7 separate regions of the Mus musculus genome follow, and all the other regions are linked to region 1. The links are chromatin contacts, called in public ChIA-PET, HiChIP or PLAC-seq and promoter capture Hi-C maps. All regions are on one chromosome and are shown on one strand. The core of a region is the stretch at or near the end of the contact, and the rest is flanking DNA. Distances in the headings are between cores, read along the strand shown.

Region 1 (3,559 bases), core at 603-3,102:
GTACTAGAAGTACTCTTTATGCCTTTTTCAACAGACCAATGAGCAAACAAATAGAATACACTACAGAATACTTCGAAGAAATAAAAAGGAAGCAATTGTGAATACCTATGATTTGTATGATTCTCTCTGGAGTAGTGGTCTCTCGGTCTTCCTAATGCTGCAACCCTTTAATACAGTCCCTCACGTTGTGGTGACCCCAACCATAACATTATTTTATTGCTATTTCATAGTTTATATCGTGATGTAAATATCTGCTATTCAGGAAAACTGATATGCAACCACAAAGGGGTTTCGATCTACAGCTTGAGAATTAGGCTTAGTGAGGAAAGCCAATCCACAAACATCATCTACACCAAGATTTACAAACGTTCTTGAAATGAAAACTAATGATACAAGAATGTTGAAGTGTCAAGGAATTCTGGAGGCCAACTGCAAGTGAGCTTGGCTGTAAGATGTCAACCCAGGGGTCTTACATAGATAGCTATGCCTTGGAGCTTTACTGGATCAATGTAAATACCCCAACTGTGATATTGTTCTGTAGATATCCAGGAAGTCACCATTAAGGAACATGGGACAAAAATCTCTCTGCATTATTTCCCACAACTACAGGAGATATTATAGTTAGCTTTTAATAAAGTGTATTTAAACAATAGAGCAGTGAAAATGAGCTATTGCTACAATCATGACTGGAAGCCAGATGTGAACACTGATATGAAGAAGTGTTCCATTTCTGTGGAGTTCAGAGACTGAGTAATAGTACATGGTGTCCGAAGCTATGCACTGTTGGGAAGGCAAGTGAAGTAAGTAACCAGGGAGGCACTGGGGGTACTGGTGTCTCAGTCTGTGGTCTGGTGTTGGCTACATGAGTGTGTAGTCATTAAGGGAATTACTAATGATTTCAGTATGCTATATGTTATTTTCCAAAACTTACCAAGGAAAAGAAAATGTCCCAAGACAAGCAAGCATGGAAAAGGAATGGCTTAAATCAACCACAAGGAAGAGAAAAAGCTGCTAAGGAGAACTCTTGGATCCTAGTCACAGCTCCACTATACTAAAGCCCTTCATAGCTATTTCTTCGGCACATACTGGGTGCCAGGTCTTGTTCTTGTTGGCATAGGCTTGTGAACAATGAAGTCAAAGTGCTCAGGAGTGGACTGAGCAAATGCACACTAGGAAGATGGATAACGGAAAGGGCATTATATGTGTGACTTATAATGACAGTGTCACGAGGATCATTTCTGATCTTCAACTGGATAAGAGAGAAGAAAGGAAAACAAGAAGAAACAGAAATCATGTTCCTCAGAAGAGAACACAAAGACATCCATGGTGTGTGCACACTAGTAATAAGTCCTAAGAGGGAATGCAAAGCCACCCTTCTAAGGAGTAACTCAAACTTTATGACGTCCCTAGAAGTACTAGGGTGACAAGAAGGAGAGAATTTCCCTGAGAGAGGCGTAAAGACTGGGATGAAATGGGAACTGGTGACTGTCACCCAAGTGCTCCAATCTATAAAACCACTCGTGGTCACTAATTCTTGGGTGTATTTACATCGACTATCTGATTTTTACTTCCACCTTAATATCTGGGCGTGATTAATTTTGTTGCTCCTGTTTAAAAGCTCAGAAAGGCTGAACGATTTTCTCAGGGTCACACAAAGAAGCACTGACGCGCGGCGGGTAGGGTGGGAGTGGGACAATGCTCCAAGTCAGGGCCGGTTTATTCCCAATTCTTGCTTTGCACCAAGTCCCAGACCCTAAGACGGTGGCCGCACGCGTCCCCACCCCTTCAAGATACCTTCAGTAGGCTCTGGAGCGCCACGAAATGCTCTGCTGTCAAGGCCGCCATCTTTCTGGAGTCACGTGACAGCCGGAGCAAGCGGAGCGTGCCTCGTGACCCCTCGCAGGACATGCTGGGAGTTGTAGTTCTTCACCGTGGCTGGCGGGAACGGCGTGCAAAGAACCAGGAAGTCTTCCTCCTGTATGACTAAGCTCAAAGACCAGAGGGCTGAGATACTGAGAGAACTCGGATATAGAATGATTTCCAGGGAACAACTGGCTGGACATCCTAGGTCAGGGAAACTGGTTTTGCCTTTGCCCCTCTGGGTAGGCTGGCTGATCTGGTGAATGCACCTGCAGACTTGGCAGACACCTTGGCAACTTAGATGCCCAGAAGAGATCGGCCTACTCACCATCTGGATTTAAATGAAGCTTTGCCTATTTGAATTCTTGGAATTCACACACACACACACACACACACACACACACACGCTCACATGCCTGCAGTACTCCCTAAAAACAAAACAAAACAAAAAAAACAAAAAACAAAAAACAACGCTTCAAGGCATATAGTTTCTTCTCTGTTTGTGGAGAGATAGGAGCCTTTGTAACTAGCCTTATCCAGACAGTCAAGCTAAGTCACTTAGGGTTCTTAGTAACTTTCCTGTGGTCCAAGAAGAGGTCTGGTTTGAAGGGCAGCTGATTAGGAAAGGGGTTAGAAAGGAAGAAGGCGTGTGAAGATATTGACTATCTTAGCTCTGTGCACCTCCGGCACGGTCTCTTCTGTCTGCATTCTTTCCCTTAAAACTGAGTGTTGAGGGTCATGCAGCAAGACCTGCCAACACCTTCCTCAGAGGCAGACCCTCCAGTCTTCAGAGAGTCTGAAAGTGGCAGTCGCTGGGTCAAAGGCTTAACTACAACCTTGCTATGGGTTGAGTCTGAAATCTGTTTTGCAGGTTCATCCTGTGGTCACTTGGACCCTAGCTTTGTGGGACTGCTGAATGTTAGAACCCTTAGGATCTGGGACCTTGCTAGTGAAGGTCTCTAGTGGCAGGCCTTTGGGGGTTATGCTGCTTCTGGTTCTGGCCTGATTGCATGGTGTCTTGTCTGCTGCTGTGTAAGAAGTCTTGGCTGTACATTATTGCCACCCTGCTCTGCCATGTTGGACTACAACTTCTGAAACCATGAACCAGAATAAATCTTCCTCCTCTAAGTTGTTTCCATCTAGTTCCTGTCACAGTGACACACCAGTAACCAATGCACTTGAGAAATTGAAAGCATAACAACTCAACTGAGCCATCCCAGGCTTTCTGGCTTTGAAATATTGTATAAGTCTTTAGGTGTAGCCTTTCCATGTCTTGATTCAAAGTGGCTGCAGGCTGTGAGCTTCCAGAATGAGGTACTAACTACTGTTTGCCAGCTACTAGGGAAAGCTGACATCCAGATGGGGCAATGATGACAGCCAAAGCAGCCATTTCCCCTGGCACTTGCCCTCTTTGCTGGGTACTGTATCTACTTCAACTGCAAGATGGGGAGTGACTCCAACTTCAAGAACAGGCTTCCAGAACTAAGAAAGAAACAGAAACCTGTGAAGGAAGGATCTGGCTTCCCAAGCTACCTGACTTTAAAGATGTCATTCTTCCTTGAATAAACCCAGCCTGGTGGAGGGTTACCAGTGGATAACAGTTACCAGGGATTCAGGGAATGTGCTAAGAGTATAGACCAATCTGATGCATCCTGTTGTCTGGGAGCAGCTTCAGCAGCTGCTGCAAATGCTACCTCAG
Region 2 (3,654 bases), core at 530-3,029, 160 kb after region 1:
TTTCATCTATTGACTTGGGACAAGTGCCCAGTGCTTCTGGCCTGTATCCTTCATTCTAACCACAGGGAGGCTGACTGTGGCCACACTGCCCTCTGCACAGAGGAGGGTCATTGGCAGGTGTTGACAAATGTCCACTGCTTTGACATTACACTGACCTTTATCTGTCTTGGGTGTTCATTTGTAGAGTGTTCACGAGCCCACAGGCCCAAGTGAGGGCTACTTGCAGCTGGAGGAGCTGGTGAAGCAAGTGGTGTCTCCCTTTCTCAGCATCAGCGGGGACCGCAGCTGCTCAGGCCCCACGTACTCACTGGGTAAGAAGCACTTAGCTCTGAAGTCTAGAGGCTTGTGGATAATGATGCTTATAATGAGGTTCCAAGCGCCAGTTGTCTGCCCAGAGCTTTGTTCTAGTGAAGGCCAGTGTAAATCTTGGTTTGTTAGTTACAGATGTTCTGAGACCATGTGGCAGCAACCCTGCCCTTCTACCAATCTTCCTTAGAGACTGGTTCCAATCTCTGTAGTAATGCCTGTCTCATCCACTCCTTTGACCAATGGCTTTGATCTTTCTCATTAGTTTTTCTGTATCTAATACCAGAAACTGTATTTTCGTATAATACCTGCTTTAGTTGGGCTTACTGTTACTATAATGAAACACCATGACCAAAAGCAACTTAGGAAGGAAATGGTTTATGTCACTCAAAGTTCTATATAATAGTCCAATATCAAAAGCAATGAGGGCAGGAACTCAAACAGGACAGGAACCTGGAGACAGGAGCTGAGTAGAGACCGTAGAGAGGTACTGTTTACTGACTTGTTCCCCATAGCTTGCTCAATCTGCTTTCATGTAGAATCCAGGACTACCAATGCAGGGATGAAACCACACACAATGATCTGAGCCCTCCCCCCATCAATCACTAATTAAGAAAACACCATATAGTCTTTCCTACTGCTAGATCTTATGGAAGCATTTTTTTCAATTGAAGTTCCCTCCTCTCAGATGACTTGTGTCAAGTTGACATAAAACTAGCCAATCCAACATCTGTTACTCATTTGAGTGGAAACCCACCCATGATATTTCTTCCCTTGACAGTAGCCACCATGTCACTTTTATAGTCAGATCTTTCATCTACTGTCCCCACTCTACTTCTGTAAGTACTATAAGATCTTTCACTGCAAGGGACAGCAGGGCTTTTGGATTAGGGAATAGATTCTGCCTGGGTCTCCTGATTTGGTGGCTGTATGGTACTACAGAACCAGGCAGTGCCTTAGTCTCTGTATAGAATCTAGAGGTGAATCAGATCTTCTCCTAGTGAGAGCACAGTCTAGACAGTCTCAGTAGAAACATCTGATGTCATAGTACAATATACTATAGAATAGTTCCCAACAAAAACATGGCCTTGGTAGAAACAGCCTCATGAAAGACTTTTGATAAAGATTCTCCAGTTACTGCCTAAGATGTAAGACCATACAAGGCAGACACTTGCTTGTTTCTGTCTTCAGCATTTGCACTGGGCCCTGATGTCCAGCTATGCCACAATAGAGTGGGTGTTTGAACATGCTTGTTAGACCAGTGTGGGCTGGTGTACTCCAGAGCCAGGGCAGCTTGCACTCACAGAAAGGTGCAGAATGAGAAACATCACCTGGGTTACACTCACTTGGCCCTCATCCCACTGTGATGGATTTGTAGTTAAGCTTCAAAGCCAAGGGGACAAGGAACAGTTTCCAGAGAGCATGCTGCCTGCCCTTTCTGGGCCTCTTTGTGTAGAAGGCTGAGCCTTCCAATAGCTGCCCTCCTGGCCCTGGTCCTGTTTCTCTGGAGATACTAGCTTTACCACAGCAGCCACAGACTGGAGGAGGCTGGCTCCATTCAGCTGACTCCCAGGTCTCACTGGCTCATTCTCTGATCTCTTCCACACTCCCTTCACATAAATTTGAAAGCTATTGAAGGAAGGCAGTCTCCTGCCTGCCCTCTGCCTCTTCCTTAAGCTGGATGCTGTATTGCCTCTGTCTCCATGGACCCTCCCTTCCTTATTACTCTCTGGCCTCATGTCATTTCAGGGATAGGGACCCAGGGAGATATCAGGATGCCAGTAGGTTAGTGGTATTATGCCAAGAACTCCATCATAGTCAGGGCCCAATTCCAATATAGGGGAAGATAAAAAACAAAGCAAAGCAAAACAAAACAACAACAAAAACTTTACTTCAATCCCCATAAGCTTGTAGTTAGAACAGATCCCTGTAACAGATTAATGAGAAAACCAAACAAGTGTGTTGAAATATATGGTCTCACATACAGGAGAGACATCCAGGGAACAAGTGGTTTTCAAATAGTTGGCTTTGAACTCCTGTTTATGTAACGTCTTTAACAAAGAACAGGAATTTTGAGCCAAGGTCTCATGTAGTCGGAGCTGGCCTCAGCCTTACTATGTAGCCAAGGATGACCTTCAACCTCTGATCCTCCAGCTTGAACCTGCTTCTTCATTGCCTTTAGTTCACTAATCTTCATGTTTTAAAAATTATTTTATTGTTTTGTGTGTGTTATGGGTGTTTTGCCTGTGTGTGTGCACACGTGTTTGTGTGTCTGGAGCCTGAAGAGGCCAGAAAAGGGCTTTGATTTCCCTGGAACAGGAGTTATGGGCGGTTCTCAGCCATCTTGTGCTGCTGTGAATTGAATCTGGGTTCTCTGGAAGAGCAGACAGTTGTGGGGCAGTGGGCGTGGGAGAATAAAGGGGGTGGGAGAGAACATGCGTCCCACCAGGTTCTCTGGGCAGGCAGATACAGAGGACTGCCACACATGGCCCCAGGTGGGTGTCTGGCTGTGGAAGCCACAGACCCAGTCTGAGGTGGGTGGACAGGGAGCAGTCCGAGGTCTCTGGGTCTCAAGGAAGCCAGAGATAACAGGTTCTCAGTCTCGGACATCCCAGACACCCCTATATGTCTCAGAAGAGCTGAGAACAAAGTGGAGGCCCTGGGACAGCTCCGTCATCCCCGGGGCTGAAGTGAAGAGAGGGCAACCGGAAATGGGGCGCTAGGTTGTTTCCACGAGGGTGAGAGTCCTTGGTCCGGAATGCAGTAAGGCCTTCTGGCGGGAGGTTAGACAGGGCTCTTTAGGGGAAAGCCTATTGCATTGTTCAAGCATGGCGGGCCTTGATGAACAGAGACAGTCTTTGGTTTTAGAACTTTATTGTAGAAAAGCAAAAGAAAGAGAGAAGGTAAAAAGAAAGAGAGATGCCGTACATGACCACGTGGAGAGAAGGGGGGAAGGGAAGGGGAAAAGGAGAGCTAGAGATTAAGAAAGGTGAGAACTTAAGAGGAGGGAGGAAGGGAGGGAGAGGGAGAGGGAGAGAGAAGGAGGAGGAGGAGGAGGGGAGGGAGGGTGGGAGGAAGGGAGGGAGGGAGGGAGGGAGGGAGGAGCCAAGCAGCCTCTTTTATAGTGGGCTGGCCTATCTTGCAGTTGCAGGATAGCTGTGGGGAGGAGCATACCTGGCTATTGTCAGGTAACTGTGAGGGTGGAGTCTAGCCAGAATGCCAGGAGCTTGGGACTTTGCATAACTGATACTCACAGGATTATGGAGTTGGGGGCTCTGTGGTGTCAGGCACCTGTCTCTGGGAACGTGGCTCACTGTTCCGTCCCTTGTAGAGTTTTCTACTTGGGTC
Region 3 (3,744 bases), core at 106-2,605, 130 kb after region 1:
ATGTGTGGTGTCTAGTTGGGTTATGTGCCCTTTGAACAGTTTATTTCTTGTCACTAGGCCTCCTGGTCTGTTCTGTTGACAGCAGGATTGGTATGATAGGCAGACTTCCCTCCTGCCTATGCATTGTTGTGGGGCTAAGAAATCCAAAGTCCCAGGTGTGTGTGTGTGGGGGGGGGGGGGGTGTCTGTCTGTCTGCTCCCCTGTGTGTGTGTGTGTGTGTGTGTGTGTGTGTGTGTGTGTGCCTGCAAAGGACAGTTTCTAAGTCATAGACATAAGCTGCTTCGTTACCTCTGAGCAGGGGGGATTTGGGTGTTGATGGTGAGTAGCCGGCTATGTGACCCTCCCTCCCATGACGTCAGCTCCCGGTTCTCACTCATTTGCTAGGTGGGTCTGGGCAAGCTGCTTTATTTCTGTCTGGCTCAGTTTTCTTGTTTGTAAGATGAGGACAAAAATATAGTTTACCCTATTATGTGGTTTACATGAAATAACAGCGGTGGAGAACTCAATGCTAGTTGTAGCATGTAACATAACATAGCATGAAACATGGCAACATAACATGGTGGTCATGATCATGGACCTTGCTACAGGCTACCCAGGTTCAGGAACCAGCACGGCCATTTACTGAGTGTGTTGCTGGGAGCAAGTTGCCATTTCTGTCTCTTTCAGTTTCCTCTTCTACAAAACCAGGACCTAACCTTTAGGACCTACCCATATAGGGTTACTGTAGGGACTAAATACATTTTTATTTACAAAGCCTTACGGGCTAGCACAATAAGAGAGTAAGTGTTTGTTAAATTTATCCTGGTTCTTATTTCTTATGCTGAGGCACAACCCCATCCATTCGAATGGGAAAGGAAGGTTAAAAACACATAGGCTTTTGGTGGTAGTTTGTTTTGTGTTATTTTGTGTCCAAGTAGAGCTCAATTTTAAAACTGTTTGGAGAGATTTTTGCAGTTAGAAAGTGGGACATCATTTTGTTTATTGACTCAGTATCAGGAAGTGATCAACTCTTATGTCCACTATTAAAGGATGACAGATGTCAGTCAGCTAAACGCAAGCTCATATTCACGTGTGTATGTGCAGGTGTGTGCACTCTTGCATATACATGCATAGTCTGAGAGAGAGAGAGAGAGAGAGAGAGAGAGAGAGAGAGAGAGAGAGGGAGAGGGAGAGGGAGAGGGAGAGGGAGAGGGAGAGGGAGAGGGAGAGAGAAAGAGAGAGAGAGACAGTAACCCTAAATCTAGTTAGATCAAGACCCAGTGGAAACCTGAAATTCAGTCAGGTTACCCGGCTAGGGGGAGGAAGGGAGGGATGAAGTCTCAGAATGTGATAGTGAGTCCTAACTGTGAGTCATCTTATTTGCCCTTCACTCAAAGGCCAGCCTCTACCTTACTCTGCTCCCCTGTGGTCTCTATTGATTGGTTTGAAGGCAGGCTACTGAAAATAGTTTTGTTTTGTTTTGTTTTTTTTCTTCTTCTTCATAAGTCCTGAAGAAAGGAGCCTGCCGGGCTAGGCTGCCTTCTGCCTTGACATTTGAAAGAGATGGGGTCCCTGTGGTTTCAGTCAAGTTTTAAATGCCAGCTGTTGTTTGGCCTTGGGGGTTACCCCTAGGCCGGTAGGAAGGGTGTGTCTGGTGGGGACTTGTGCACATGGGAAGCCCTGAGGTTTTGGGAGGTGGCTAATACTGCTTACAAAGATGCCAGAGACTTCAAAACTAACAACCACATGCCATTTCCTACCAGGAACCTAACCGGAGAAGGTGCTTGGTGAACCCCACGTCTTTTTCTCAGCGTGTGGTGTGGGGAATGCTTTTTCAGAACTTTGAATGCGGGGGTTTTTCTTATTTAGGGTGCTAAACTGGAAAAAGACTCGTCTAGACACACTTATAATGCAGTTGTTTTTAAGTTGTGGGTGTTTGTTTCCAGCCCCACCCCTCCCCCCAATGTTTCTAAGCATTTACTTTCCTTCCATTTACCTCTGTCAACGGTTTAGAGTTGTCAACAATACATATCAGAAGTGACATTTAGGAACCTAAATGTGGCAGTGAATATCATCAGAGGTGGGCTTAGAAAATGTTTGCTTTATCCCTTATTGTCATGCCAGAGAAAGTCTATGCCATCTTCTCCAGGACTTGGCAGCCTCCTTAGTTAAGGAAAAGGGAGCTAACCTTGAACTTGGCAGTTTTAGCTAGGGATAGGTGACTGTCAGTATTTGTTTGCTGTTAGTTAATTTCTGAGCGAGTTTTCCACTTGTGGTAAGGGGTGCTGCTACCGGTTTCTTTTAGCACGCAGTGACAATTTTGACAAACAGCTTAAAGAAAAAAAAATGTTCATAAAGGATAACAATGCAGGTGTTCCTGCCTGTGGCCACCGTGGTGAAGGTAGTTCAGGAGACATTCAAGTGGGAAGACTGGGGCTGGGTACCGCTGAGGTTTTCAAATCTGCACAAGAAATCTCCACACAGCAAGGAGTCCCTGGGATCTGGGAAGCTTCACAACAGTTCAGGGGCAAAGCCCCAAGAGGCTCAAACAAAGGATCTGGAGCAAAGCAGGGGGGGGGGTGGCGGGCGGGAGGGCGAGCCTTCAGGAGCCGAGCCCTAGGACAATCAGGAAAGTCCCTCAACCCCCGGTTGTTTCAGAAGAATGTAAACAAGCTCCCTCAATGTGAGGTCTGCACGATGCCCCCCCCCCCCCACCTCAGCGTGAGGTCTGCACGACCTTCCCCCCCAACCTGCTTTTGAAAGTTGGCTTTGCCCTTTTGTGGGACCCTCCTCTCCCGGTGAGAGCTTGGCACTTGCAGAGTCATAGCCAGAGCTCTTCCTGTCTGGGTCTCTACCTTAGAGCAAGTGAGCATTTTTATTTTACAATTTTAAAGAAAGAACATCCACAGTGAAGAATAATGAAAATGACCTGGGGTGAGGGCAGAGACAGCAGGTAAAAAAAAATTCGGCTTATCTCTGCTCTGCACACAGAGAAGACAGCCTGTTTGGGCTGCAGGAACCTGAATAGATTTCTGAGAGACAGTGGCCAGAAAAATTTCTGACATTTCCAGTTTTGACTCTCCCCCCCCCCCCCCCCGTCTGTTTTGAATTGTGCCTGAGAGGAAAATTGAGGTTTCGGAGTAGAACTCTATCCCAGGGACTGCCTGGAGGGATAATTGGTTCTCTGGCGTGTTTGAAAATGGATATTATAAAATGATCTGCATTTTTGGATTCCTTAGTAAGGTATCTCTGTGGTTCAATGTATGGGGGAGCAGGGTGACAAATACCTCCATTTCTCAGTTCTGCATCTGTGGGTTGCTCTGTTTGCTACAAGTCTCGCCCCAAGCTCAGAAAGTCCCATTTCTTTTGGATTGCTTCATAGAGAAACTAAAGTCAAGGGCTCTGAGCAAGGGACTGTTAGGGGAGCAGCAGGCACGGACAAAGCAGTTGTCAATAGGTCATAGATGCCTGGCTGTGTTTGTGTGTGTGTGTGTGTCTGTGTGTGTGTGTGTGTGTCTGTGTGTGCATGCACATACATACATGCACATGTGAATTGGCATACACATGTTTGTGAACTTAAAGGTATGTTCATAATTTGTTTATCTGATTGTTGCAAGAGCCCGAGCAGAGACTGATCATCATTGTGCCAGGGAAACGTGCTCTTGGCAGTAGCTGAGAGAGGAGACCCAGGGCTAGGGGTCCCAGACAGAATGGAGTTTAAAGCTGTGGCACTGACTGACGATGGATATCATGCAGGTCAGGGTC
Region 4 (3,672 bases), core at 724-3,223, 190 kb before region 1:
TCTCCTGAAACTGTGAGCCAGGGTGAGTTCTTCCACCCTCAAGTTGCTCTTGCCAGATTTTTGGCCACAGCAGCGAGAAGGGTAGCTGATAGGAAATCATATTTACTAAATATTCAGATCACCCTTTTGTCTTAGTTTGGATTTTACTGCTGTGAACAGATACCATGACCAACATTTAATTGGAATTGGTTTACAGGTTCAGAGGTTCAGTCCATTACCATCAAGGCAGGAATGTGGCTGCATCCAGGCAGGCATGGTGCAGGAGGAACTGAGAGTTCAACATCTTCATCTGAAGGCTGCTAGCAGAATACTGGCTTCCAGGCAACTAGGATGGGGTCTTAAAGTCTATGTCCACAGTGACAACCCTTCTCCAGCAAGGACACACCCTCTAATAGTGCCACACCATGGACCAAGCATGCACATATCATCGCATCTTCCCTGTGTGGTGGTGATCAGTGATGAAGTTCACATTCTCCTTCATACGCTTCTCCGTGGTTGAAATGTCACACAGTGAGGCCCATTCTGATGTTTACAAGCAAAGATGGGAACATGGCAGAGGAGCTATGGCTCCTGCTTCTGGATCTTTGGCCTGTCTTGGCTTTGTACTAGCAAGATCCTTGGAGGCAGCGAGCACAGAGGCAAAGGAGGTGCACCCTAGATGACTACAGCTTGGGCTGGAGTCGTAGCCACCACTTGAGCAGTGTGGTAGGTCTGCTTGTCTGAATTCATGGCTGTTCTGGCCCAACTGAGTGGTGACTGAGGCAGGGCCTCATTGTGTCACTTGGGCTGGCTTCAAACTTGCTGTTCTCAGTGCTGCCATTGCAGGTATGTGTCACCACACTGGGCTCTTAGTCCAGCTATTGTGTTTGGTGGCCACCTGGAGAGACCTGGGCCATCAGCTGTAGGTGATGGGCCTATATCATCTTCTAAGAGGAGGTAGCCCCAAGGGCTTTCTGGCACATTGAGAGTCATAGGCTTGTGGTCTAGTGAAGAGCTGTCTATCCCAGGCCTGGAACATTCTGACATGTGGGAGAAGGGCTTTCTGTTCCTGGATCTCTTTCTTTTGTTTTCTGTTGTATCCGAAAGCTGGAAAGAGACCTGAGCCAGATGTGGTCCTGTGGCAGCCACCTGTGACATAGTACAGCATAACTGAAAGAAACTAGACTTGGAAGCAACTGAGTCAGGCTCAAGACCCAAGTTCACCCAATAAGAGCTCTCTAACTTTGGGCGGGTGTGTTGTCTTATTCGGGCTTCAGTATTCCCATGTGTGAGACTTGCTCTGGACGTACAGAGTGGTGTCACCATACCATTTCCTGGTACCCTGTAGTTCTTACATGTCTCCCAGAGACCTATGTCTCTGACTCTTGATCCATCTCAAACAATGGCTTCTGGAAAAAGGGGAAAAATAAGGACAACCCTGAATATGCAGGTCAGGTTTGCACCCACTCTTCAAGATGAAGAGCTGCTTGCTCCGAGGCTGGAGACCACCTTCCTGCTGCCACCACTGCCTTAGTTGTGGTAATTGAGCAGGTGTCATTTCAGATGAATCAGCCTCAGCTGCGCATCACATCACCCATCACAGGGACCACATCTCTGCTCCTCTTTGCTTAATCCTTGGTTCTGCTGGTCCCTGTTTGGCCACAGGCTCTGCTGTGTGACTATTCCTAATAGGGAATAAGCTAATGTCTGTTCATGCCAGGCAGTGAGGGCACTAGTGACAGAACAAAGATGGTTTCACCCAAACCTAGCTTTGTGACCAATGGGTTCACTGTTGCTACTTAATATGGGTGATCAAAACCTTGCCCACTGCGTCATGGGTGACAGTTCACATCCGTAGACCTCCTTGCATAACTTCCAGGCAGTTCTGCTGGAGTCTCCTCTCTCATAGCAAGTGTTTACTTAGCTACATAACTAAGAAGTCTTGTAAACATGTGACCTTCTTGAGTCTCCAATACTTAGTTGTCTGAGTCTCCTGAGGCTTGCTCCTCCCTCTAAAGGAAACAGCCACACAGTAGCTTCTGTCGGGCCTTTTGTTGCAGTGATAAGAGAAGCAGGCATTGTCAGTGTCTCTAGTCAAGCTTTTAAATCAACCATCTCCGTCTTATAAGACTCCTGGTGAGCAGGTTGTACCGGTGACGAAACTGAGACTCAGCAATATAAAGAAATGTGTCTAACATCACTGAAATGGAGTCTGAGTTTGAGCCCAGGACTCTCTTGAGATTATGCTTTGTGAGGAACTCACAAACACCACTACAGAAAGTCGGGGCTGAAACTGGACTCACGCTAGGCCTTATACCCTGTTGACCGTGAGTCAGCTGCCACCTAAATTGGCATCATACCGACAGTGGGAACATGCAGGCAATTTATTGTCTATTTGTTTCAAAGAAATGGCCTTTTCCTTCTTGGAGGGATGTAGTTCCGGCCTCGCAGACAGGAGTCTGGAGAGATGTTCAGTGAGACTGCTACCTGCACTTAGCCATAGATCTCATCTCCTGTCTCCTAATCGACACCCAGAGCAGACAGGACCATTAGCTAGAAAGAGCATCACCCCCCAGGGCTACTGGGCTTAGCAGGACCGTAAATCAAGTCCAAGTTACAACTGTTTCTGTTCAAACTGTTTGTACAGCAGGTGTGCAAAATAAATTTCTTTAGTGCAGGAGTCTGGCTTCTGTTGGAAGAAGTGACAGCCTTTGGCAGAGAGACATGCCATTAGGTTGATTGAGGTCATGGCTTCTGGAGTCCACATGCCTGGGCCTCCCCTCAGTACTCGATTCTCTAGCTGTGTGAACTTAAGTGAGCCTCTTTATCCTCAAAGCATATCCTTGAAATGGGGATCGAAGCTGTACCCATCATACCCCACTCCATCAGGACTCCGCAAGACTCTCCCAGGGTCATCATTTCTCTCTGCATAAGGTCATCTTCACGGGCCATGGTTTATTACATCAAAAGGGTGCAATGCAAATTGAATATAGGCAAAAGATGGTGGCAGTGCTATCCTGAGGAGGCCCAAGCTTTGGCTCCCCAGAGGTCTCTCTTAGAGCACTTCTACCGGATGCATTCAGTTCATCTGGATTTCAGCAGCGTGGTGAAGAGCTGCCCTCCGGGCAAGCTCATTTCAGACTTAGCACCCAGCTTTTGTCCAGGGCTGATCACCTGCACACCGTCTCTGTCTTAGTTACTTCCCCGTTGCTGTGATATAAAGCCCTGACAAAAGCAACTAAAGGAAGGCCTTGTTTGGCTCACAGTTGAAGGTGCTGCTCCCGAGATAGCTGATCGCATTGCATCCGTGGCTGGCAAGCAAAGATGATTTTCACTGCTCAGCTCCTTCTTGCTTGTATTTGTCCTGCAATTAGGGGGTATTTCCTACCTAACCTAGATGTTTTGTCACAAGACATGCCCAGAGGCCTGTCTCCTAGGCGATGCTAGATCCTGTTAAGTTGACAGTCACTATTAATGATCACAACCACCATCTGCCTCGTACGTTCCTAGACTCCAGACTCTAAGGAAACACCAATGTTAGCACAAACTAAACTGAAGAATTTGTATAAGATCTGTTAGAGGTAGAGTGTCCCCACCCTCTCCACAAACCACAGTCCCAAACTCCAGCCAAGCCAGATATGACCTTGCAAGCAGGTCTTCTGGAAGAGGCAGTCTTGAGAGTGTCACGTTAGC
Region 5 (3,674 bases), core at 932-3,431, 150 kb before region 1:
TCACTTTTAAAGATTGACAACTTAACCCCTGAGATGGTTAATATCGATTGTCTGTTTGGCTGAATCTGGAATCACCTGGGAGGCAAGCCTTCCAGGGACACCTATGAGGGATTATTAGATTAGGCTAGCCTCTGGGCATGCCTGTGAGAAACTGTCTCCATTGGAGTAGTTGACACGACCTGTACTAAAGGAGGGCAGCACCATTCCCTAGGCTTGGCCTGATTAGAGGAGGAAGAGAGCTGAGTACAAGTGTGTGCTGTTCTCTGCTTGCTCATTGTTGGCTCAGGCTAACCAGCTGCATCAAGCTCCTGCCACAAGCTTCCCACTGTGATGGATTGTATCTTCAAACCGGGAGCCAAAGTAAACCCTTTGTTCCTTAAATTGCTTTTGTCGGTATTTTATCAAAGCAGTTGGACCAAATATTCTATTAGGAGGTAGGTCTTTGGAAGTGAATATTTCCTGAGAGGGGGTCCTTGTGAATAACATAAGTACCCTTATAAAAGAGGCCTGAGGCAGGGACGTGCCATTGATGAAGCCAGAGGTCATCACCAGACCACCGGGCCAACAGAGCCTTGATCTTGGACTTTGTGAATCCTCATTGTTTATAAACCCCACGGTTTACACTATTCTCTCTAGCAGGCTCAAGCAGGGCACAGCTCCCTACTTCACTCCTCTCCCCCTCGTACCCTGCCCGTAGCTGGCACTTCATAACCCTTCATTGAATACACAATTGGATGAAATGAACAACTCACTAGAAGCACAATCCAGACAGAACAGCAGCAGCCAAGGGGAGGGAGGATTGATTTATGGGAGAAAATTAGAGGAATGAAATACATAGATAGAGTTTGCCTAAGTGAGAATGATGGCGGCAGCCAGGGGCACCAAGGGAGAGGAATTGCCTAACATGGGAGCAGAGAGCAGGAGCGGAGTGGGGGCACCCAGGCTGGAATATAGATGGAGGTTCATAAGCGTGCGTTGCTGCCTGTCAGTGGTCTGTGCAGTTGGAAAATGAACTTCTGCATATAGATGTATAGGAGAACAGAGGGCATCTACCCCAGCATGAAATGGGCTAGTTGCGGCAGCAGCACCACCCCACCCCACCCCCACTGGCTCATCTCCCTCTACTATATGGGTTGGCATGTTTAGTAAATTATTATTCTTGGGGATAAATGTGGTGCAACTTGAAAGTCAAAAAACAGGCAGGGGACTTGGGCAGCAGCAGATACTGTAAGCAGAGAGCTCGGTGGCTCACTATTTGTCCTTGGAATGGACAGCCTCTATTTACACTACAAGTGTTGTGCATCTCGGCTTCCTGCACAGTGTACAGTGTTGAGATCAGATGGCTGCCTCCTTCTCAAGACTGAGCAGGGCAGAAGAGCAGAAGTCATGACACCATCTCCCTCAGAACTTCACCTCCTGCCACTCGCAGCCCATCAAAGAGCAAAGGTTCCTGGGCCCTCCCTGTGTGCCAGGCCCTGCCATTAGCATCACACACACACACACACACACACACACACACACACACACACACTGTAAGCTTCTAAGGAAGCCATTCTTATCACTAAGACCCCTCTATTTATAGAGGGGGAAAATGAGCTGTAGGGACATGATGGGACTTGTGTAAAGCCATTAAGCAGATGACAGAGCCTTACTCTGTGACTCAGCTAAGCCCCCAGCTACTGCTGGACAAAGTACCTGCCATGCATCCCAGTATCTTGCAGCCTGGTTTGGGTGGGAAGGGCACACAGGAAAGTACAGGCTTATAAGATGATGTTGAAAGCAAGGGTTGGGTTGAACCTTTTGCCAAATCCATCCGGAGTCTGGGAGTAGCTGTCAAGGCAATGGTGCTCAACGTGGGGTTGGGGACCCAATTCAGCTCTGTTTATAACTCAAGGGGGAACAGTCCCATACTTCAGTCTCTCTTTAAAATGGGAACTAGACTTGTCCCATTTTTCATTGTGACTGTTGAAATAAGGGTAAGGAGACTGACCTGACCGTAGAGTAGGTCCTGTAACACATCCCAGCAGTCATTCGTTGTAGTGTGCTTGCTTGCTGCTGTTGTGAAGACTATTGTTAAGCAGGAAGCAGCTTAGATGCAGGTGATCCAGCCCCAGACAGAGACACCCATAACCCAGTGAAAGTGATGGGTGAACAAAACATTTCCTGCCCAGCTGCTTCTCCTTACACCCCACCCCATAGCAGAGTGGGCAGGCAGGCAGGCAGGCAGGCCATATGCAGCACATACCACTAGGCACTTGCTTCCCCTTTCTGTTTTCTTTACTCTTTTGAGTAAGGGAGGGGTTGCTGGGAATAGAACGCAGGACCTAGGACTCCTAGCCCCAATGGGTGTTAGTATATGTTTTATCAGCCTGTTGCACCCAGTCTGTAGCAGGGCTCCTTTCTGCCACAAGTAGCTCCAGTCTGTAAACCGGGCTCAGCTCTGTCCTACCTCCATTGCCTCCACGCTGTATCACTGTCCATCTTTGGAGAGTGATAGGTATGCACGCTGGCTCAAGAATGTCTTAACTTTCTGCTCATACCATATTCCACAGATGCTTTGGCTAAGCCAAGTCATGTGGTCAAGCCCTAGCCTAGTGGGGTGTGGAAATAGGAAATAACTCTGTTTCTAGTAAGAAAAACTGGGGCTCGAGAGATGGCTCAGTGGTTAAAAGAACTGACTGCTCTTCCAGAGGTCCTGAGTTCAATTCCCAGCAACCACATGATGGCTCACAACCATCTACAATGCCCTCTGCTGGTGTGTCTGAAGATAGCTACCGTGTACTATTATACATAAAAGAAATAAATAATTCTTTAAAAAATAAAAAAGAAAGGTGGCTTGGCCAAGCTTGTAGTCACAGAACGGGGATGAATCATTGGGAGTAGGATTGTAGAAAATTGGGGGAAGGGGGACCCTTAGCCAGAAACACTGGCCCATTGCTCAGCTGTTGTTTTATCTTCTGGGAGACCAGCCAGACTGAGGCCCGTTTCTGTCCAAGCACCTGACTAAGGGAGAGTCTGTGCCAGCCACCCAGCCTCCCGCAGTCTGCTGAGGCTCTGGCTGAAGCAGGCATTGCCTTTTATCCAGCCTGCTTCTAACTCATTATTTACATAGACTATAAAATAATGCTTAACTCTAAATTACCGCAAGTCAGAGCCTCGAGTGAGGCTAGCTAGACCTTCCCAGATGAAAGCCGACTAAATACAATAGGGAGGGAGGAGGACAGCCACAAATAAAATGTCACTGAGTGCCTAATGATAGAAGGCTATGCGACAGCCTGCGTAATTGGGCAAAGTGGCTGATGGCAACAGCTGGCGGGGTTAGCTGGTCTTCGGTTCTATTTATGTGTTTATCTGCTGCCTGTCACCATAATGGCCACAAGCAGTATTGATCACAGATTAATTTTGCCTCATCCCTTCTGTTTCTCAGCTCTACCCTTATCAGGCTCACCTCCTCCCCTCAAATAGACATCCAAATGAATATGTGGGGTAACCTGAAGTTTAGGGGCACAGTCTGTCTACCAGGGAATGTAAAAGCAAGACCTCCTGTGACCCTGGCACTATCCTAAGAGGCCTTAAATCTTCTAATATGACAGCCTTATGAGTTGGATATCATTGCTGCTGTTTTACAGATGCAGCCAGGGACTTAGCTACTTGATGGAAGCCACCCAGGTTGG
Region 6 (3,718 bases), core at 189-2,688, 190 kb after region 1:
AACATCAAAGACACAGAGGACCCACAGAGAAATAACTAGCTTAGTCCTTTTTGAGTGACTTCAACGCTTGTGACCGAGAGTGTCCCAAGTTCAGGTTGATCACATCTGGTTTCATTTTTCTGGATTCTGGGAATTGGGAAGCATCCATCCATTTCCCAGACAATCACATCAACTTTGAAACAAATGACAGTTACCCTGAGAATGCCGACATTTAAAGAGTATTTCAACAGACAATCAAACGACGCTTGACCGTGCCCTGTTCACTCCCTCAAGGCAGCCAGCAAACTAATCACCAAACACCCCATAAAAAACTGTAACAATGGCGAGAATTTGAGTCAAGTCAAGAAAAGATGTGTGTTAACGACAGAAAAAGAGAGAAAAGCACTTCAAAGTCTTAAGTAAGAATCACCTCGATAGTTAAAGTTAAAACGTTTTCCAGTCACATGCGAAAGAAGGAAACTCCAGGTAAAGCAGAAACAAGCAACCTCTCCTTAAGGAGAAGATATTCTAATTGTGCACATAATTTACATTGGTCAGACTTTGTTTGATATTGGTACAAATTCAACTTTATACTGGTCACAAAATTTACTTGTTGGAGATCATCCAACACCTGTCAGTTGATCTTCCGAGGGTGAGAGGACACCTTTTGTACTTTAATGCACTTTTCTCCTCTTCATTCTCCAGAAGAAAGCAGAATGGCTAGAGATGGTAACAGCCAAAGGACTGTAACCAACTTCCAAACTAGAACTGCCGTCTGGCCTGATTTCTAAGAGGGAAATATATGACTTGGGGAAAAATCTTCAATAGTAAGGTAGGCATTTTTCTAAGAAGAAACAACTTTAAATTCAGCAGTGTTCTAGATTGGTAAGGAAAGATGGCCAATGCACTCTGGACTATACGGATTCTTATAGGCCCATTGGTACAAAGAGAATGTTCAGAAAGTGGTGAAGTAAAGAAAGCGGCTTTCTAGGCTAAGACTTGATCCTGAGTTGACCTTACTAAGTGTTGACCTTGAATGTCAGCTTGATTAGTTTTACTCTGCATTCGTGGCAATTGAGTAACATAAAGTAACTGGTTGGCTTATTACAAACACCAAATGCTGCAAGTTCTAAAACTACCTGAGGTGTATTCTAGCGGATGGACATTACACTGCAGTGAACCATCCGTGTTAGCAGTTAGGGGCAGTCACACCTCTACGGGGAAAGCCTTTTAGTGAGTATTGTGGCTCAGCACTGGGCTTCTCAATGCGGATACTAGAAACACCTAGTCCAACTTGCCCTATAGGGAGGACAATTTAAAGCTGGGAACAGTTTAACTTATGCAAAAAAACTTTAAAAGATGTTAGAGTTTTTTTTAAAAAAAGTCAAAACCACGGCAGGAAACGACTGCTCTTCCTAATACAGATATTTTAAAAAGAGAAATCTGATGAGGAAGTTCTTAAATGTCATTTCCTTTTTCAAAAAACGGAGAGGGGGTTGGGGAGTTCATATTTTTGTGGTGACATATAACATAAAAAAATTAAGAAAGGCATATAGAAAATAAGTCTTCAAATAGTTGAGTAATCTTCTTCAGGCAATTTCTAAATAAATATAGACACAGCTACTGCTTGCTTTAAAGAAACAACAAACAAGCCCACATTTATTACTCCACTGGGAAACAACTACAGTATAAGACCATGCAGTGCTCCTTAGGCAGAAGTTGCTACAAGCAGCTCAGGGCTGCTGGAGGCACAGCTAAGGGACACACATTTCCTGGATCCAACAGAAGAGACCTGTGATGAGCTTGTGATAATGGTAGGGGACAAGGTCTTCCCCTCACCTTTATAGGGGAAGGATGGAAGCAGGGGAAAATGAAGAGGTCAAAGTGGCCCTGGCTGGCTACAGCTGAGAAACAGACTCCTTGGTGGAGGCTCTGAGCGTTCTCTGGGAACAGGGCAGGTCAGAGCACTGCTCGGGTCTCTGATTCAGCTGAAGGCACGGATGCCTTTCTTACCACCAGAACACATAGCTGATCTTGTGTAAACAGCAGGAGAGGATCCCCTCTGCTTCCTTACAAAGGCTCTAACTAGTCGTAGGGCTCCCTGAGAACTAGACTCCAAAGTACTGTATATGTACAGGACATTAACAAATACACAGCAGCACGACAGTCACCTCTCCACATTAGGGTCACAGATCAGAACCTCTACTGAGCTGGACAAAGCCACCACTCAAGCTGAGTGTCCACACAACCGTGATAGCCAACCTTGGTTTAGGCATCTCTCAGGTACCTACAATTTCCCAAGTTCCAATAAATTCTGTTTTGAGGAAATCAATTTATTTATTTATTTGTTTGTTTAATTTTATGTGCACTGGTGTTTTGCCTGCATGAGTGTCTGTATGAGGGTGTCAGATGCCCTGGAACTGGAGTTACAGACTGGGGATCCTCTGGAAGAGCAGCCAAGGCTCTTAACCACTGAGCCAATTCTCCAACCCCTTGAGAAAAATCAATTTTATTTCAATTAACCTTATAAGCTAAATCAAAAGCTAGTTAAGAGGGGCTGAAGTTTCCTGGCTGTAAGAGTTGCTGTCATCATCCACGAGATGCCATTTAATGGCTAGTGAGCTAAATCACTCGTTTGGGCTGGTGATTTTGTGTTTGCAAGCAACAGAAGATATGCAACCGGCTGTGGAAACCAAGCTGCACGGGACAGACAAGAAAGGTTCCATGGCAGTAACACTCAGCAGTTGGCAAGCACATGACCGCGGTCTTACAGACTGGGAAGAGGCCGCCTGGAGCATATTTCAAAACAGGAAAGTAGTGGGGGATGCTTGGTGTTCAGTGGACAATACATTCACACTAAGTAAGGGTTAAACCAGTCCCTGGATCCTTAGTGAACTATAGAGGAGGGAGTACTTGAGAACTTAAGCCTTCCAGGGATCATGGTTCAAAGCCTCTGAAATTCACAGGAGTCAACTAAATGAGAACTCAACACCAGAGCGGTAACTTCTCTACTGGCACCAGCACAGGCAGTGGTGATTTTCATGTTTAATATAGTAATCAGTGTCCTAAAAACCCCTCAAGTTTTTAAGGCACCGGTCTTATTAAACGATTGAGCTGCAGCACGCTAAGTCTGGCCTTTTTTACAGTAAAGTACACGGACAAAATAGCCCATGGAAGCACAGTGAAGGGGTACCCTGACAGACAGATGAGCCACAGGCCCTTCAAATGTTGACGTTTTGAAGATACAGGGGACATGTAGGTTCCCATGGGAACTGCCTCAGGTATTTGTTAACAGTAAGAAGTGGCTCGTGACCTCACTGATGACATCTGCTGCTAGGCCTTACACCTCTCCCACTGCTTGTTTGAACATTGTTTACTGGGGCCAGGCATGGAAGGCACGGTTTTCCCATATGGTTCCTAGTTTTTGAACACAAGTACATGGACGCTACACCCCCGCATCAGTACTTCGTGGCTGGAAACCCTCCTTCCGAAGGCCACCCATGTCAAAGCGGGTAGAGACTTCACAGCGCACTAGTAATGTATCATCCTTAATGAAGGTTCCCTGTCTTAAGGCTTCCAGGTGCATAAATGTTACATAGCCAAAACCTTTGGGGTTCCGTGGGATTGTGGGTCGCTGAAAGGCAAGCAGTTCTGGTTTGGCGTCCATGACCTCTTCGTGGTTTTGCCTTATAAGTGCTTCAGACTGGTCGAGAATTGTAAGGCGTATTGTACCCTGGAA
Region 7 (3,809 bases), core at 261-2,760, 220 kb before region 1:
GTACTGAATTCCACAGGCTTCTGAAGGAGTTGGACTTCTGACAACAGAAGTGGCCCTCAGAGTGGCCCAGAGACTGATTGTGGTTTCATGCTGACCCATGTGTATACTCTTGTGTGTTCTTTCTTTCCTACTTGTGTTATTTTGCTGTGTGTTTTTAAATACCTCTGGTAACTCAGTCACGTCCAGACCCTTGGGTTCTTCCATCCCAAAGGTGAAATCATATATCCTATAGTTCAGAACAGGGCTTTAGGGCCAGACCATGCTGGGTTCTCACAGTCCCCGACGCCCTCAGTGCTACTATACTTTTCTCAGCACATACTTCCTTGGCTATAAGATAAGGGACTGTCTCCGCACCTTCACCAGAGGGCATGTTCAAATCATTCATTGCATGATGTAATCAGAAAGAAGCTGATCTTATCCAATAGGTATTGTGCCTCGGGCAACAGTATACTATCCACCTCTGAACAAGCAGAAAATTGCGTGAGGTCTCTATCTGCCCAGCATGGTATGGTCGGCTGCAGCCTCCACATGCCCGGTCCCTCACCTTCCTACACTCCAGTAAGCGAGGCTCTGCCACAGAAACTGTTTTATTTCCTGGCTCAATATCTTTTTGTTTGAGGGAGTCTTTAGCCAGCCAATGTCAAAATGTCCTTCAGCTTATCTCTCTAGAGAGCCAGCTGGATACCCAAGCTGGTGCCAGAGGGAAAAAGAACAAATCTTTGCAGACCTGAGTTGAGTGTGGCTCTTGGTGGAGCCTCCTCTGCATTCTTCCCAGAGTCTCAGCCTCAGTGAACCTGCAGTGAACCTGGAGTTGGTCCCCAACTGCCAGAGTGGCTGTGGTTGGCTTGTCCTCAGAGCTGAGCATACCTATGTGGATTTGTCTGGTTGTGTTCCGTTTTGTGACCTGTAGCCTTCTCCAGTACCTGTGCATAGAGACCTTTCACTTCATACACTGGCCTGAAACCATTTTAAAACTTGATGCAGACGCTCCTCTCCCTCTTCCCCCACGCTTGCATTTTATACCTGTACAGCCGCCATGAGAAAAGATTCTTGGTTCTGATGTTAGAATCCCTCATTCCTAGGTAGGACCTGCCAGTCACCTATATAGGAACAAATCCAGGTTGTCAGACTTCCCATAAATCTTCTCTCTTGCAGCCTTTGCTTAAGAGACCCCGGTAGTTCTGCTTTTGTTTTTCCCAAAAGATGCCAGAAGTTTTGCATGAGGAAAAAAAAAAAGACAAAGTGCTCCCCAGCTCGCTGGGCTTATCAGTTTCTTAGAACTTCTAGAACACTGTATCACACCCCGGATGACACAAAGTGGCTCTTCCACAGTTTTGGAGACTAGAAGTGCAAAGTCTAAGTGTGAGGTGTGCCCTCTCTGGAGGATAGAATAAGTATAAATATATTTAAATTGGTTATACTACTCTTTCTTCTGTCATGTGGTATCTCGACTCCTCCACTTCTGTGATGAGGACACACTCAGCGTGCTGGTTGGTGAGAACGCAGCCTGGCAGAGCTGTGCTTTTCTCCGCCGTGGGTGTGGGTAGGCAGCGTGCTGGAGATGAAACACCCCGTCGCCAGCTTTCTGCCTTCCAGCCCCGCCTACGGCTGCGATGTCCCTGCTAGTTCAGGGCCTTTAAGTCCAGTGTGTTTGCCTTGCGCAGAACACTAAGAATATGGGTTAGCTGCTAATCTTTATAAATTGTAAGCTCACACATGAAAATTGGGCTTATTAGATTTTCTTTTTTAAAAAAGGGGGGAAGGGGAGAGCAAAAGAGAGATTCAACATTAGAATCTGAACTTGCCAAAAACAAAACAAAACAAGAAAAAACTACACTTCTCATTTGCCCTGCCTTTCAACTTCTTGTTCATCTGAAGGCAGTCAAGATGGCTATAGCTGTAAATGGATTGTTGTCCTGTCCATACGATCTGATAGAGTCAGGAAACATGAGGTCCTAGAATGACCACCACAGTGTTTTGGTCTTCGTTGCACATAAAGCAGTGGCGTGCTCTGCCATCAGCACCATCCTAGATTGACGGTATTAGATGTTTCAACCAAGGCAGTTGAACATTTCCCCACAGATAAATGCACTATGTGTGCATGCCTTCCTTAGGGTGTTGGGCAGGCAGGATGAGAGTCATCATGTACAGTGGGAGGGACCTGCTGTATAGCCACATTGTCTGTGTCATATCCTATCTCCATCCAGTGGAACTGTGGTATCTGGGCAAGACACTGCCTTGGTGGCCTTTCGATTCTGTGGGCATTGGGGAAAACAAAATGGAGCCCAAACTTTGTTTCACATTCTTCCCTCAGCAGCTGGCATACCCAGAACACTAATTGAACTGTTACTGGCAGAAGGGTCACTTCCTGGCATAGACTCCTCACCTGCCCTTGGCATTTTGGAGCTTCTGCTTCCTTGTCTGTGAAATTGGAATGGGACAGATGTGAAGACATAGGAAGAATGTGTGAGCACCATGTACCCTTCTGGTACTTAACAAGGGTTACATTTTGTGTTCTGTAAGAAGAATTTTAATACAATTTCCCACATGCTTTTTTTAGGCATCAAAGGCAGGTTGGATTATTATTCATATTCTAAGTTAAGGAGGGTAAACGACTTGATCCGAAGTCATCATGGATGTTCAGAGAAACAGTACATGGGGTAAGAATGAGCATCTCTCCTTCCCAGAGCCATTTGCTGGAGATAGGATAACTGGACTTGTGATACGGGGTGCCCAGTTGAGTATCGCTCAGCCCCTGTTGAGGGACACGCGATGATGGCAGTGGTCCATCTCCAGCTCAGACTGGACCATCGCCCACCACTTGGAAGGTGAGAAGAGTGGCTCTCTACTAGGAGTCCGGACAGAAGACTCCAGGCTTTGGTTAGGGAAGAAGATGAGCAGATCTGTGGAATGAAGGCTTCCAGGAGTTTAGAAAGAAATCCAGGAGGCACATGCTGGATATCGTGTCACCATGAAAAGACCAGCCTCTTAATCACAGAACATCCTAATTTAGGCACAGTTGTTTATTATTATTGTTAATATTTATTACCATCATTATTATTGTTGTTGGATGTTCTTCTTGTTATTGTTACTATTACTACTGCTTCTATATCAAAGCTTCTTGTCCCATATCCCTGCCCATGCTCTTCTAGCCCTGTTCTGGTGATGACAGGGAAATTGGACATGATGTACTAGAACATGACCAAGATCCTCTCAGCTTTCTGTGTCTCTCTAAGTAGAAGCTGTCCTTTGGGACCTGTCAGGAAACTTCCAGTTTAAATGCCTGCCCTGTCACACCACCCTTAGCAGTGTGGAGTCATCTTTGAGATCAGCTCTTCACTTCAATTTGCCTTGTCCCATCTCACGCCCCTCCCGCTTTCAGCAAGCTGCACAGTTATCAGCATGGGTCTGCCTATGAGAGAATCCTGATGAAGTGGTTCATAGTGGGGGTGGGGGTTCACATTCCAGTGCATCTGGAGTAAATATGGCCAGGTCCACTTGGGCCCCCTGTCATTTGGGCAAGCTCCCAGTTGCCAGGTCTTGGCTGTAACTGCAAAATACAGTCAGTGGTAACGGGCCCGGTAATTGCTAATAAAATTTAAATGGCTACAAAATTACAGAACAGAGAAACAAAATTCTTTTTCCTGGCACATCCAGACCAGTCTTGTGGATCTGAGTTAGGCTGTGACAGTATAGTTTTTTATTTTTGTTTTTTAATTCATACTCACACTTTGGGCTGCGACACGGCTCATGTGCAATTGCTTAATGGATTTTTTTTTTTAAATCTAGAAACAGATGAGGAAAAAATA

What was found. Promoter capture Hi-C pulls out the DNA fragments that hold promoters and counts their contacts. ChIA-PET counts read pairs in DNA pulled down with a chosen protein or histone mark. HiChIP or PLAC-seq counts read pairs in DNA pulled down with a chosen protein or histone mark.
Region 2: a promoter capture Hi-C map of liver shows a contact between it and region 1. The contact joins the enhancer-like site here to the promoter of Commd9 in region 1. A contact is called at or near these places in 6 of 39 promoter capture datasets (the C10 cell line, the HPC-7 cell line, embryonic stem cells and 3 more), 1 of 15 datasets of contacts at CTCF or cohesin (the NIH/3T3 cell line), 23 of 484 Hi-C or Micro-C datasets (DN2 thymocytes, the Patski cell line, Th2 cells and 12 more), 11 of 115 datasets of contacts at active chromatin or transcription factors (the 230-238 cell line, acute myeloid leukemia, bone marrow-derived macrophages and 6 more) and 3 of 9 other capture datasets (adipose tissue, liver and pancreatic islet).
Region 3: a contact with region 1 is called in an RNA polymerase II ChIA-PET map of effector CD8 T cells, with 9 read pairs. The contact joins the enhancer-like site here to the promoter of Commd9 in region 1. A contact is called at or near these places in 6 of 39 promoter capture datasets (the 3T3-L1 cell line, 3T3-L1-derived adipocytes, the C10 cell line and 2 more), 1 of 484 Hi-C or Micro-C datasets (nephron progenitors), 4 of 115 datasets of contacts at active chromatin or transcription factors (bone marrow-derived macrophages, effector CD8 T cells, memory CD8 T cells and 1 more) and 3 of 9 other capture datasets (adipose tissue, liver and macrophages).
Region 4: a promoter capture Hi-C map of the C10 cell line shows a contact between it and region 1. The contact joins the enhancer-like site here to the promoter of Commd9 in region 1. A contact is called at or near these places in 4 of 39 promoter capture datasets (the C10 cell line, embryonic stem cells, liver and 1 more), 3 of 484 Hi-C or Micro-C datasets (brain, regulatory T cells and stem cell-derived neural progenitor cells), 1 of 115 datasets of contacts at active chromatin or transcription factors (embryonic forebrain) and 2 of 9 other capture datasets (adipose tissue and pancreatic islet).
Region 5: a contact with region 1 is called in a promoter capture Hi-C map of the HPC-7 cell line. The contact joins the enhancer-like site here to the promoter of Commd9 in region 1. A contact is called at or near these places in 6 of 39 promoter capture datasets (the C10 cell line, the HPC-7 cell line, liver and 2 more), 2 of 484 Hi-C or Micro-C datasets (erythroblasts and stem cell-derived neural stem cells), 2 of 115 datasets of contacts at active chromatin or transcription factors (the HPC-7 cell line and memory CD8 T cells) and 1 of 9 other capture datasets (pancreatic islet).
Region 6: a contact with region 1 is called in an H3K4me3 HiChIP or PLAC-seq map of bone marrow-derived macrophages, with 5 times the contacts expected there. The contact joins the enhancer-like site here to the promoter of Commd9 in region 1. A contact is called at or near these places in 31 of 39 promoter capture datasets (the 3T3-L1 cell line, 3T3-L1-derived adipocytes, the C10 cell line and 19 more), 6 of 15 datasets of contacts at CTCF or cohesin (CD8 T cells, the NIH/3T3 cell line, liver and 2 more), 189 of 484 Hi-C or Micro-C datasets (the 3T3-L1 cell line, 3T3-L1-derived adipocytes, the AML12 cell line and 105 more), 36 of 115 datasets of contacts at active chromatin or transcription factors (the 230-238 cell line, the HPC-7 cell line, the NIH/3T3 cell line and 24 more) and 5 of 9 other capture datasets (adipose tissue, bone marrow-derived macrophages, liver and 2 more).
Region 7: a contact with region 1 is called in a promoter capture Hi-C map of hippocampal neurons, with 2.1 times the contacts expected there. The contact joins the enhancer-like site here to the promoter of Commd9 in region 1. A contact is called at or near these places in 7 of 39 promoter capture datasets (the 3T3-L1 cell line, the C10 cell line, hippocampal neurons and 2 more), 2 of 484 Hi-C or Micro-C datasets (the STO cell line and neural stem cells) and 2 of 115 datasets of contacts at active chromatin or transcription factors (double positive thymocytes and large pre-B cells).

The regions. Positions count from the first base shown.
Region 1 is chr2:101,884,555-101,888,113 of GRCm38.p6, reverse strand. Commd9 (COMM domain containing 9) reads right to left here and starts at 1,852. Exons shown (of 6, transcript NM_029635.3): 1 at 1,795-1,852. The coding sequence starts at 1,845.
Region 2 is chr2:101,726,081-101,729,734 of GRCm38.p6, reverse strand. Prr5l (proline rich 5 like) reads left to right here. Exons shown (of 9, transcript NM_175181.5): 8 at 185-311. Among named protein-coding and RNA genes, the nearest start is that of Traf6, 49 kb to the right of the region's middle. Within about 2 kb of position 1,779, at least 13 of the 459 cell types and tissues checked have an H3K27ac peak or open chromatin away from gene starts, as enhancers often do. A contact at or near this core is called in liver, where this site is marked.
Region 3 is chr2:101,754,187-101,757,930 of GRCm38.p6, reverse strand. The region is part of intron 4 of Prr5l (proline rich 5 like); the gene reads left to right. Among named protein-coding and RNA genes, the nearest start is that of Prr5l, 42 kb to the left of the region's middle. Within about 2 kb of position 1,355, at least 88 of the 459 cell types and tissues checked have an H3K27ac peak or open chromatin away from gene starts, as enhancers often do. A contact at or near this core is called in effector CD8 T cells and memory CD8 T cells, where this site is marked.
Region 4 is chr2:102,071,307-102,074,978 of GRCm38.p6, reverse strand. The region is part of intron 2 of Ldlrad3 (low density lipoprotein receptor class A domain containing 3); the gene reads left to right. Among named protein-coding and RNA genes, the nearest start is that of Gm39888, 81 kb to the right of the region's middle. Within about 2 kb of position 1,973, at least 13 of the 459 cell types and tissues checked have an H3K27ac peak or open chromatin away from gene starts, as enhancers often do.
Region 5 is chr2:102,038,023-102,041,696 of GRCm38.p6, reverse strand. All of the region lies in intron 4 of Ldlrad3 (low density lipoprotein receptor class A domain containing 3), which reads left to right. Among named protein-coding and RNA genes, the nearest start is that of Gm39888, 48 kb to the right of the region's middle. Within about 2 kb of position 2,181, at least 161 of the 459 cell types and tissues checked have an H3K27ac peak or open chromatin away from gene starts, as enhancers often do. A contact at or near this core is called in the HPC-7 cell line, erythroblasts, pancreatic islet and 1 more, where this site is marked.
Region 6 is chr2:101,697,206-101,700,923 of GRCm38.p6, reverse strand. Traf6 (TNF receptor-associated factor 6) reads right to left here. Exons shown (of 7, transcript NM_001303273.1): 7 at 1-3,718. The coding sequence ends at 3,425. Among named protein-coding and RNA genes, the nearest start is that of Traf6, 21 kb to the right of the region's middle. Within about 2 kb of position 1,438, at least 21 of the 459 cell types and tissues checked have an H3K27ac peak or open chromatin away from gene starts, as enhancers often do. A contact at or near this core is called in B cells, acute myeloid leukemia, bone marrow-derived macrophages and 4 more, where this site is marked.
Region 7 is chr2:102,101,867-102,105,675 of GRCm38.p6, reverse strand. All of the region lies in intron 2 of Ldlrad3 (low density lipoprotein receptor class A domain containing 3), which reads left to right. Among named protein-coding and RNA genes, the nearest start is that of Ldlrad3, 83 kb to the left of the region's middle. Within about 2 kb of position 1,510, at least 16 of the 459 cell types and tissues checked have an H3K27ac peak or open chromatin away from gene starts, as enhancers often do.